Regions from separate parts of the Mus musculus genome. Here region 1 is linked to region 2. A link is a contact called in public promoter capture Hi-C data. All regions are on one chromosome and are shown on one strand. The core of a region is the stretch at or near the end of the contact, and the rest is flanking DNA. Distances in the headings are between cores, read along the strand shown.

Evidence for each region. Promoter capture Hi-C pulls out the DNA fragments that hold promoters and counts their contacts.
Region 1: a contact with region 2 is called in a promoter capture Hi-C map of neural stem cells. The contact joins the enhancer-like site here to the promoter of Dscaml1 in region 2. A contact is called at or near these places in 14 of 39 promoter capture datasets (cranial neural crest, embryonic stem cells, frontonasal cranial neural crest and 8 more), 5 of 15 datasets of contacts at CTCF or cohesin (embryonic stem cells, hippocampal excitatory neurons, large pre-B cells and 2 more), 14 of 484 Hi-C or Micro-C datasets (cerebellum, cerebral cortex, cortical neurons and 9 more), 18 of 115 datasets of contacts at active chromatin or transcription factors (SST interneurons, astrocytes, craniofacial prominence and 10 more) and 3 of 9 other capture datasets (adipose tissue, embryonic stem cells and liver).

What each region holds. Positions count from the first base shown.
Region 1 is chr9:45,795,716-45,800,834 of GRCm38.p6, reverse strand. All of the region lies in intron 7 of Cep164 (centrosomal protein 164), which reads left to right. Among named protein-coding and RNA genes, the nearest start is that of Cep164, 30 kb to the left of the region's middle. Within about 2 kb of position 2,079, at least 59 of the 459 cell types and tissues checked have an H3K27ac peak or open chromatin away from gene starts, as enhancers often do. A contact at or near this core is called in SST interneurons, astrocytes, cerebellum and 4 more, where this site is marked.
Region 2 is chr9:45,428,082-45,433,267 of GRCm38.p6, reverse strand. It overlaps Dscaml1 (DS cell adhesion molecule like 1), which reads right to left and starts at 2,915. Exons shown (of 33, transcript NM_001081270.2): 1 at 2,756-2,915. The coding sequence starts at 2,801. 4833428L15Rik (RIKEN cDNA 4833428L15 gene) reads left to right here and starts at 2,036. Exons shown (of 5, transcript NR_040732.1): 1 at 2,036-2,123.

The DNA of each region.
Region 1 (5,119 bases), core at 830-3,329, 370 kb before region 2:
CAATTAACAGTTCTCTAAATAGTCCTAAAATATTTGTTATAAGCAGTGAATCATGAAGTTGCAAGTTAGATTCATGCAGACATTTAAATACCGACTGCAAGGTCTAAGCAGCAGACAGGCATTATACAGTACGTTTTTATTAGTGCTGTCCACACCTTAAACTCAAAATGACCTTTACATCATTAGGATGACCACAAAGCCAGCCAGAAAAGCAAAGGTGCCCCCCTGCCGAATTGTAATTGGTTTCATTACCACCCCCATTCTGTGTGTACGTGTGACTGTGTATGTTACACGTGTATGTTTGCTGGAACATATGCTCCGGTCCACATGGGGGCCAGAGGAGGACCTTGGGTGTTCTGCTCTGTCACTCTGCCTAATTATTCCATCAAGATAGTTCTCTCACTGAACCTGGCTCTAGACTGGCAGCCAGCGTGCCCCAGGGGCCTTCCTGTGCCCTCCTCCCACAGTGCCGGGTTACGGGTGCATGGCCACACCTAACTTATTACACTTGGGAACTCAGGCTGCACAGCAAGCACTCTTACCCTCCAAGGCATCTCCTCAGCCTCTACCACCATCATCATCATCACCACCATCATCATCATCACCCCCCCCCCCCCATCATCATTTGTTTGTTTGTTTGTTTTGAGACAGGGTTTCTCTGAGTAGTCTTGGCTGTCGTGGAATTCGCTCTGTAGACCACGATAGCCTTGAACTCAGAGATCCACCTGCCTCTGCCTTCCGAGTGCTAGGATTAAAGGCAAGCACCACCACAGCCAGGTCCTTTTTTTTTTTTTAATTGCATTTTAATTTATTCGTCTGTACATGTGGAGGTTGGAGGACAACTTGCTGGAGTCAGTTTTCTCCTTCCATGCAGGTCCTGGGGCTTGAACTCAGGTTGCCAAGCTGGGCAACAAGTGCCTAAACCCACTGAGCCATCCTCCTGACCCGATCTCTTACTACTTCTGATGCCCATTTCTTGGTACTCACCACCCCTTGGAGGCCAGGATGTTTGTTTGAGTCTGCACGCTGGCTGACAGGCTATATCTGGATTTGTACCTGAGTGCTCACTCTGGGTACCACTTCATAATAAAACTTTGCTCATTATCCCAGAGTTTCTCCGGCCTTTTGGTTCCGCACAGTCAGATATGTTTTGATTGTGACTTTAACACCTTCTGCCAAACGCAGCACTTTCCCCAACTGTCCCATCTGTAGCTCCAATCTGATACATGTCTGCCTTGAAACCGTTCCTTCTGAGCGAGAGCTGGTCTGCCTGAGTCAGGAATCCATCCGGTTTGACTCTCTGACTGACGAGTGGACTCAAAGCAGATGCTCCTTTTGCACCTGGGTGGATGTCTGTCACCAGGAGAAGGGCTCAGGAAGTGTTTGCAGGAGGGTAGTCTCTGCAGGGGGCTGAACCCGGGCATATTGGTGCTGCACGATTTATGTCTGTACACCCAGCACCCAGCCCACTCACTGCCTGGGGCACAGGTCGTGCTTGGCTGTGCTTTGTGTAACTGCTGAAGGAATGGAGTGGAGGGGACCCAGACAGGCTGGACGGTGTTTTCTCCTTCTCTTAGCTTTCTCAGCTTCTGGGTTCAGTAGGTGTTTGTCCCTAACCATCGGCTGGTGTATTGCAGTTCCACTGTAGCTTGATCGTGATGGCTTCTTAAAGGCTTACAGATGTCAGCCAGGGAAGGTGTTCTCTCCTTTGACGTGATCTGGACTTCTGACATTTTCCCTTGAATGGTGGTGGGGGAGTGGGAGCTTTTTAGACATTTGAGTGGCTTGCTCGGCACCACAGTGTTGCGGGGAAACGTGTAGTAGGTGATAGACTGTCTTCAGTCCTCTGCCACATGGGGGTGTTGGAGTCCTATATTCAAACCTCAGGTAGGTATTAGGGCTTTTTCATGGGGGAGATGTTAGTGGTGGAGATAAGTGTAGGTTTCTCGGCAGGCAAAACTGCCTCCACTTGGGCATTGCTTTTGAAAATAGCTTTAGTCCCAGTGTGCAGTCTTGCCCCGCCCCTCACAGCTCCTGTTACAGCCTCACGCTGCCCTGTGTCATTTTGCTCTTACTTCCATGAGAGGGCAGTAGGATGGTAAGAATGCAGCCCAGGCTCCCACCGCGGCCTTCCAGCCCAAACCCATCGCTAGTCTGTTACTAAAAGGGAAAGGTTCACAGAACCCACACCAGGGCTTTCCTTCAGGCCCGGGGAGGCAGAGGGTGGTGAGCAGGCGGTATGTGGTCATGTGGTGCTGATGAAAAGCCATCAGCTATCAAAGGAGAGGGAGGGAGCCTTGGCTTAGAAATCACAGGATGATGTCAGTGTGATTGGAAAGTGCTAACTGTACCCGGGGAGCTGTGCAAAGAACTGAGACCCAATGAATGGGCACCAGACCTGGAAAATAAGCCTGACCTGTCAAGGCAACCTCTCCGATCCCCTGTTATTCTCCTCCTGACCTGTGTGGCTCATTGGAGCCCGTACCTCGGGGCTCTGGGCAGGTGAGGGGGTGGGACCGTATCCTGGGGAGCGTCATGACTTTTGAAAAGTGTTAGCTATTCATGAGCTGGTTCTGACAGTCACTGCTCTTCACCCCTTCCTTGCGCAGATGGTGAAGTCTTGAAATACGCTGTGAGATGCAAAAGGGACCTGGGACTGTGGCAGGGAAGGTTGGGAGTTTGAGCATGAGAGACATGGAGTAGAGCTGTGCACCCACAAAGCCCGGAGCAGGAGCCTGTACCCAGGTGCCTGGAGTTTGCATACAGCTGGGGGCTTCAGGTCCTAGGCCTGGTGATGTGCCAAGGAGCAGGGGCTGGGTGAACAGGGACAACATAGAGTCAGGTGAGGTAATAGCTTTCCTGCATCCTTTTGTAGATGATAGACAACCAGTGTTTAACTTCCCCTGCCTTCTCCACCCATTTCTGGCCATCCTAGTGATGTAGTCAGTAGATGTGGATACAGGGCAAGGCCGTTTATTTTATCTTATTAAGGCCATTTACTTTAGTGATTGCCCTATTTCAGCAATTTTACGTTTCAGTAGGCAGACTGAGATCATCCAGTCACGTGGAAATCTTCCTTTTGGGGGAGGAAGGGATGCTGAAGGTGATAAGCTGGGGCCTTCTGCCTTAAGCACACACCCTACCTGTGCGCTGTGCTCCAAGCGGCAAGCCATCCTTTGAAGGGTTTAAGTTTGAGAATTGCCTAGATGAAGCTCAAGATTCTTGTAGACGTGTTCTCTCCAGTGTGAGTATGGGAACCTAGGGCAGATGGCTCAATGGTTAAAAATCACTTGCTGTTTTTCCCAAGGACCACTGGGGGTTGGTTCCCAGAACCCACATCAGCAACCGCACAAGCTCACAACTGCTTGTAATTCCAGCAGATCTTATGCCCTCTTCTGGCCCCCCTAGGTACTTATACACACAGGTCACACACAGACAGGCACACATGAATAAAACCAATTTAAAAAAAAGACGTATGTTTTTAAGGAAAGAAAAAAGAATGATACTCAAGCTCTATCTGTTATCCTCTCCTTCTTTTGTCTCCCCATCAGTTTTGGGAATGGAGCCAGTGTCAGACGTACTAGGCATTTGCTATACTCCTGAGCTGCTCCCAGCCAGGGATACCCTTTGAGGGTTTGTTTGTTTTTTGGATTAATTAATCAATTAACCAATTAATTAATGTGCCCATTCATTTATCCATTTATTTGTCTGTTTGCTTATTTATTTGTTTATTCACTCATTTATTTACTTATTGAGACAGTGTCTCACAGTGTTGCTTGACTGACTATGTAGACCAAGCTGGCCTTGAAGTCACAGAAATCTGCCTGCCTGTCTGTGCCTCTGGAGAGCTGGGATTAGAGGCGTGTGCCACCATACCCTGGTCACCCTCTGAGTTTTGATGGCCTACTTGCCTTTCTGTCATTTTGAGTAGTTAAGAGTTAATATTTCATTTCATAAGCACTGTAATGAAACAGTCTAATCCCGGTAAGACCTTGGCAATTATAGCCATTACATCTCCACTTGGGAGAGGAGGAGAGGAGACCTCAGTGCTTCCCACGGTCTCATGCGTGCATCCTTCTTGGCTTTGTAGTGTTTTTTTTGAGACAGTTCTTCTGTGTAGTTCAGGCTATACTAGAACTTGCTTTGTAGACCAGGTTGGTCTTGTATTCAGAGATCCACCTGCCTCTGGTGGGATTAAAGGCAAACTCCATCACCACTGGCAAGACACCAGCATTCTTAAAAAAGAAAGAAAGAAAGAAAGAAAGAAAGAAAGAAAGAAAGAAAGAAAGAAGCAAAACAAAACCCTAATAAGCTCTGTCAAGACTTTACTGACCATCCTTGTATTCTAGAAACTGGGTTCTGAGCTCAACCAGAAGTTCGTCTAGTGAGGAAAATAAACAAAGAAACCCACAACTATTATAGCTATTGTCATAGAGAGGCCCAGGGTCCAGGGACCAAAGACCAAGGAAGACTTCCTGGGAGAGATGATACTGTGAGGGCCAGTGGCATATCATGGCAGGACCCTGTGCACAGCAAAGATGTTCACATCATAAGCCAAGGAACAAAGAGATGAAGGGTGTGAGGTCTCACAGCCTCTTTCAAGGGCGTGCCCATGGGCCTCCCATTAAGGCCTAGGTCCTAAGAGTTCCACTCCCTCTCAGGAATGCTACCCCGAGGCAAGCCTCCATCACGTGAGCCTGGAAGGAGGCTCTGAGCCTGAGCCCAGGAGAGGCCACTGGCTGTATTTCTGAGGGAAGGCTTTCTGTCTCTATTTTGGTCAACTCTGTAAAGAATTTAGCAGAAACCTTGGGTTTCTACAACTGAGTTTGTCTGTGAAAAACAGGGTGTGGTCAAGCATGCAGCTTAGCTCTCCCTTCAGGAGACCCAGCCAAACCACAGTTTGGAGAATCGACAACTGCCAGCTACTGGCCCTTTGGTCTTCCTGTTCGTGCCAAGACTGTGCTTCCTTCTAGTGTGTTTGGAAACAGGGCCTTTCTTTCCCGCCTGATGTGGGACTTCTCTGACGGCAGCCCGCTTGAGCACTCTGCTTGGCCTGGATTTTTTTTCAGAAACTGTCATGTGCTCCTCTTTCTCTGTCACAGCTGATGGACCAGTGTCT
Region 2 (5,186 bases), core at 1,666-4,165:
ACTGGGGTTCATCTGGCTGCCCAGACCTGGATTTGTTTTGGCAATAATAAGGCAGTTATTGGAGACTCGATAACCGATTATTAAAACACCTTCCTGGTTTAGTTCTGGGGAAACAGGCTGAGCTCGGGCTTCGTCAAAAAAAAAAAAAAAAAAAAAAAGGTATTTTGAGAGGAATGGAAATAACAGAAGCTTAAAACACATTCAATAACTGCTTAATTCCATCCAGAGGACGCTCCATCTCCTCCTGTTTTCTTCTCTCTGCCTGCCGCCTCCCGCTCCTCACAGATGGACGTACAAATTATTGCAAGAGGATATTGTTTTCTGTAACAGGCTGGAACATTCGCATTTACATTTTCCTTGGTGCCGCGGGGGTGACTGGCAACGAGAGAGAAATAAACCACGCCCCATCTTTCTTGCTTTCCCCACATTACGTCTTCCCCCCTCCCCAGCCGCCTCCACCACCCACCTACCATGCCACCCCAAGCAGAACAGGCCCCTGGGGATCAGCCTGGCACCTAAGACCCAATTAAGGCACCAAGGAAAAGATAGGCCTGTCTGGCAAGGCTGCCTGGCGCCCAGCACAGATGCTGGTGCTCTGAATGGCAAGGGAGCCAAGGATCTGCAGACCCAAAGGCCACCCAGGGCCGCCATACCTGGTAACTCCTGTCTACCCACAAGACCTAGTTGTGGCAACTTCCTGCCTGCGTAGGAGAGGGCTCTGCCCCTCCAGCTGTTGCCCTGTGGCCTTCTGGGCCTTTCTCCACCCCCACCCCCATCTGCTCCTTCCCTATCAAATAACTGGGGCTTCATTTATTAATGCAGCGCTCCTGGGTGGGGGTGGGTGCAGTCCTGCAGGTATTTGTGAAGGAGGCTGCAGGGCTGAGAAATGGGCTGTTCCTGGGAGCAAGGTTAGGGACAAAGCAACTGAGTGTGGCCACAGCTCTGGTCCGTGTTCCTTGCCTGACAAATGGAAAAGGGAAGGGGGTTGGAGTGAGAGCTATGGAGAGAGAAAGCCGCTCCTCACCTTATGTATATTTAATATTAACGTAATTAAAGCTGTGAGCCAAACCAGCCTGCCAGGGTGGAGGGAAGCAGGAAGAGCCCCAAGAAAGAAAATTGGTGTGTGTGGTGTGTGTGTGTGTGTGTGTGTGTGTGTGTGTGTGTGTGTGGTGTGTACTGGAAGCAGGAGGCAAGATTGTTGCTCTCAGGTGGGATGAAGAGGTCAGATTAGGAGTCCAGGGGGGCAAGGAGTTAAGCAAGCAAGTCTAGCCTTGGTGTGTTACCCGGTGGCCCCCTTGGCCTGAGAAAGTCCATTACTTTGCTCACCATTTGAGGCCACCCGCTACCCAGCACCCGTATCTTCTGGACAGAATCCCAGTGGACTAGGCCATCAGACTGGCTCTGAGTAGGCCATCAGACTGGCTCTGACCCGGCCATAGCACTAATAAGGGCTAGGTTCCTCCTTTAATCTACCGAGCATTGCTTTGGGCTCTGGCAGGTTACAAACTCCGTACATCTCCAGGCATTAGCAGAGGACTAGACCCCTCCCCCGGGCTCTTGGCTGTCCTTCTCCATTGCCTAGAGGGGCAAGAATTATTATTGGACCAGGCCAACCCATGCAAAGGGGGCGAAAGGAGAAGCTGCCCTCTGGGCGCGAAGGAGAAAAGTTAGAGGCTTGAGCAGGTAAAGCCGAGAAGCGTCTGTGCTCTACAGCGCAAGGGCGCGGAGTTCGGCCGCCTCCTCTCCCTCCTGCCATCTGCGCGCCCGGGGGCACGTCCTCTACCACAGCCTAGAAGCTCAACTGCCCGCGCTGCCCAAGTGTCGATTTGGTGCCCAGATTGCTAACCATCGAAAATGCCTGCTTTTTGCCAACCCCTCAGTCCCGGCTGCCTCTCAGATCAGGTGCACGGAACCCCGGGAGCAGGTCTGGACATGCCGGACACCTGGACCCACCCCTAGCAACCTTTTCTCTCCCGGGAAAGGGACACGCCCCCCAGTCTGAACACTTGTCCCCAGGTCCAGCAGGCCAAGCGCCGGAGCGGAGAGTCTTGCACCTTGGGGCGCGCTGCCTAAGGTGGTCAGGGAGACGCAGAGAAGCCGGAGCCAGCGCCTGGGGTACAGGGGTGAGACATAGGTGATGGCGACTCTTGGGTCTGAAGAACAAACTTGGTGTCCGAGGGAACCCCCACCCCTGGGGACCCCTAGCTCCCCAGCCCTGCACCCAGCCAGGCGCGGATAAGCGCCATGCGGTGCGCCGGCATTTGCGCCAGGGCGGGGGTCGAGGGCGGTCGAGGGGCGCACGAAGCTACGGCAGGAGTGATCTTCCCTAGGTCCAAGGACCCAAATACCGAGGGCTCCCGGATGAAGTCTCAGTCCGAGGACCACCTGGCTCGCAGGGCACCCCGGGGTCCCAGCTCCAGCAAGCCGCGGGAGCGGGCTGGGGGCTGGGGGAGGGGGCCAGGGCAGAACTAAAGCTGGGCTGCGATGGGAAAACCAGGGGTTCCTTTGCCACCGCCCCCCACGGGCGCGCCCCTAAACGGCAGGCGCAGGGGGGCTGGCAAGCGGTCCCAGGCTGACTCTCACCAGACCCTTCTCTCGGAACCGCCCCAGCTCTCGCGCCCACCCAGCGCCATGCACCCGAGTGGGTCCAGCACTCGGGCACCTGGAGCCCACTGGGCACCGCACCTTGCCTCCAGCCGCGCGCATCCCAGCCCCGCCGCCTCCACCGCCCAGCCGCCGGCAGCGCGGGTCTCACCTTTGTGTAAAGAGTCCAGGAGCAGGAGGAAAGTTACCAGCCACATGCCATAAAGAGGCCCTATTCTCCGGGGAGGTGGTCCTGTGGCCGGCCGTGCGGCAGCGCCTCTCCCCCGCTCAGCGCGCTCCCAGCCGCCCGCACTCGGCGCCCCGCTCTCTCTGCTCCTCAGCCCAGCGCGCGGCGGCGGCTCCTCCCTCCTCGGCTCCCCGGCTCCTGTCATCCACGGGGCTGGGCTAGGCGGCCGCTTTCCCCGCCCCAGCCCCCCGCGACACCCCGGGGTGGTGAGTGCTACTCCAGCCCCAGCCTGGGGTCACTTAGTCCCACAAGCTTAGGGGACAGAGGTGGGGACCCTGACCAGACAGTCTCGATCCTGCTCCTCTGGTCGAGAGAGGAGAGGGGTCCCTGTAACTCGCAGGCTTTTGAGCCTATGGTCGCACAGAGGCATATGTCATACATGTGCTAAGAGTCTGCCATGTAAGGGGAAAAGAACACGGGTTTTTCGCCCGGCCGGTCATTCAAAGCCATTGCTGGCTGTTTCTTTTGGACTCAGTTTCCCTCCACGAATGGGAGAGCATAGGTGCTCTGAGTAACATCTGGGCTAAAAATCTTTGAAGACATTTGGTACTCTATATCTCAATGCCCAATCGTACGTGTTGCTCCCAAACCCTTAGTCACTTCTGCAAGTCAGCTTCCTGGAGAAGCTGTCTCAGACCACCCATCCCCAGCACTGTCCAAATATACACTAGAACCTAATACTTAAAAAAAAAAAAGCCAGTCATTTACAATGCACAGATAATGCCTGTTCTATGTGTGCTTTGTCCCTCTCTCCCTAACCTCCCCCCACCACACCCCCCGCGCCCCTGCACACACACCATCACAGCTTCCTCGCCTTGCAGAATCTGTCTGGTCAAGACAAAGTGAGGAGAGTGCCTTATCAGCCACCAAATGGAAGCCTAGCACAGCTGAGCTCTGAGACAGGCACCATGTCATGCCTGACTCTGACGTGGAAGGCTGATGTGGTGAAAGTCTTCTTTTGTCTTAATTCTCAAATAAGAGGCCACACAGGTTCCAGAGAAGGGGTCCAGCTAACCCGAAGATACACTAGGTGCCAGCACAGAACTCTCCATGCAAATAGCCACCTGTTTTGACCTGGCTTTCTGTGAGGCATAGTAGGAAAGGTGGGAGAAGCTGGGAGCTGCGGTTCTGTCTCCTCCAGATGTCTCACCCAAGTTCAGGCGAAGAACCAGGTTTTCTCATTCACAGGTTTTGCCAAAATATGTCTAACGTTTTAAACTAAAATTTGAAAGCTGTGCTTTTTTTTTAAATGGAAAGATCCGTAAAGTGTGAAATTGCCGTTTTAACCAGTTTTAAATTTGTGTGTGTGGTGTGTGTACAGGTCTCCGTGGGTGCAGGTGCATGTGTATGCATGTGTGTGTGGAGACACTGGTCCATGTCAGGTGATTTTCCCCCTATAGATCTCTCTTCACTTTATATTTTGAAACAGGGTCTCTCTCACTTAAACCTGGAGAGCCAAACTCAGCGCTCCCTGCTTACACAGCAAGCATTTTACAAACTGAGCTCTCTCCCGCCCTCATTTTAGCCATCGGTTAAGCTTACTACTACTAAGTAAAGCCCCAATGTTGTCCAACCATTATCGTGTCCCATGTCCAGATTTTTTCCCCCATCAAACTAAGCAGAAGCTCCTCATGCCACTTTCCAGTCTCTGGAACCTCCCCTCCCCTCAGTCTCTGGAACCTCCCCTCCCCTCAGTCTCTGGAACCTCCCCTCCCCCCAGTCTCTGGAACCTCCCCTCAGTCTCTGGAACCCCCCTCAGTCTCTGGAACCCCTCCTCAGTCTCTGGAACCTCCCCTCAGTCTCTGGAACCTCCCCTCAGTCTCTGGAACCGCCCCCCCTCAGTCTCTGGAACCTCCCCCCCCCCAGTCTCTGGAACCTCCCTTCCCCCTCAGTCTCTGGAACCTAACCCTCCCCCAGTCTCTGGAACCTCCCTTCCCCCTCAGTCTCTGGAACCTAACCCTCCCCCAGTCTCTGGAACCTCCCCTCCCCTCAGTCTCTGGACCCCCCCCCAATCTATGGAACCTTCTCTCAGTCTCTGGAACCTCCCCTCAGTCTCTGGAATCCCCCCCCCAGTCTCTGGAACCTTCTCTCAGTCTCTGGAACCTCCCCTCAGTCTCTGGAACCCCTCCTCAGTCTCTGGAACCTCCCCTCCCCCAGTCTCTGGAACCTCCCCTCCCCTCAGTCTCTGGAACCCCCCCCCCAGTCTCTGGAACCTTCTCTCAGTCTCTGGAACCCCTCCTCAGTCTCTGGAACCTCCCCTCAGTCTCTGGAACCTTCTCTCAGTCTCTGGAACCTCCCCTCAGTCTCTGGAACCTCCCCTCAGTCTCTGGAACCTTCTCTCAGTCTCTGGAACCGT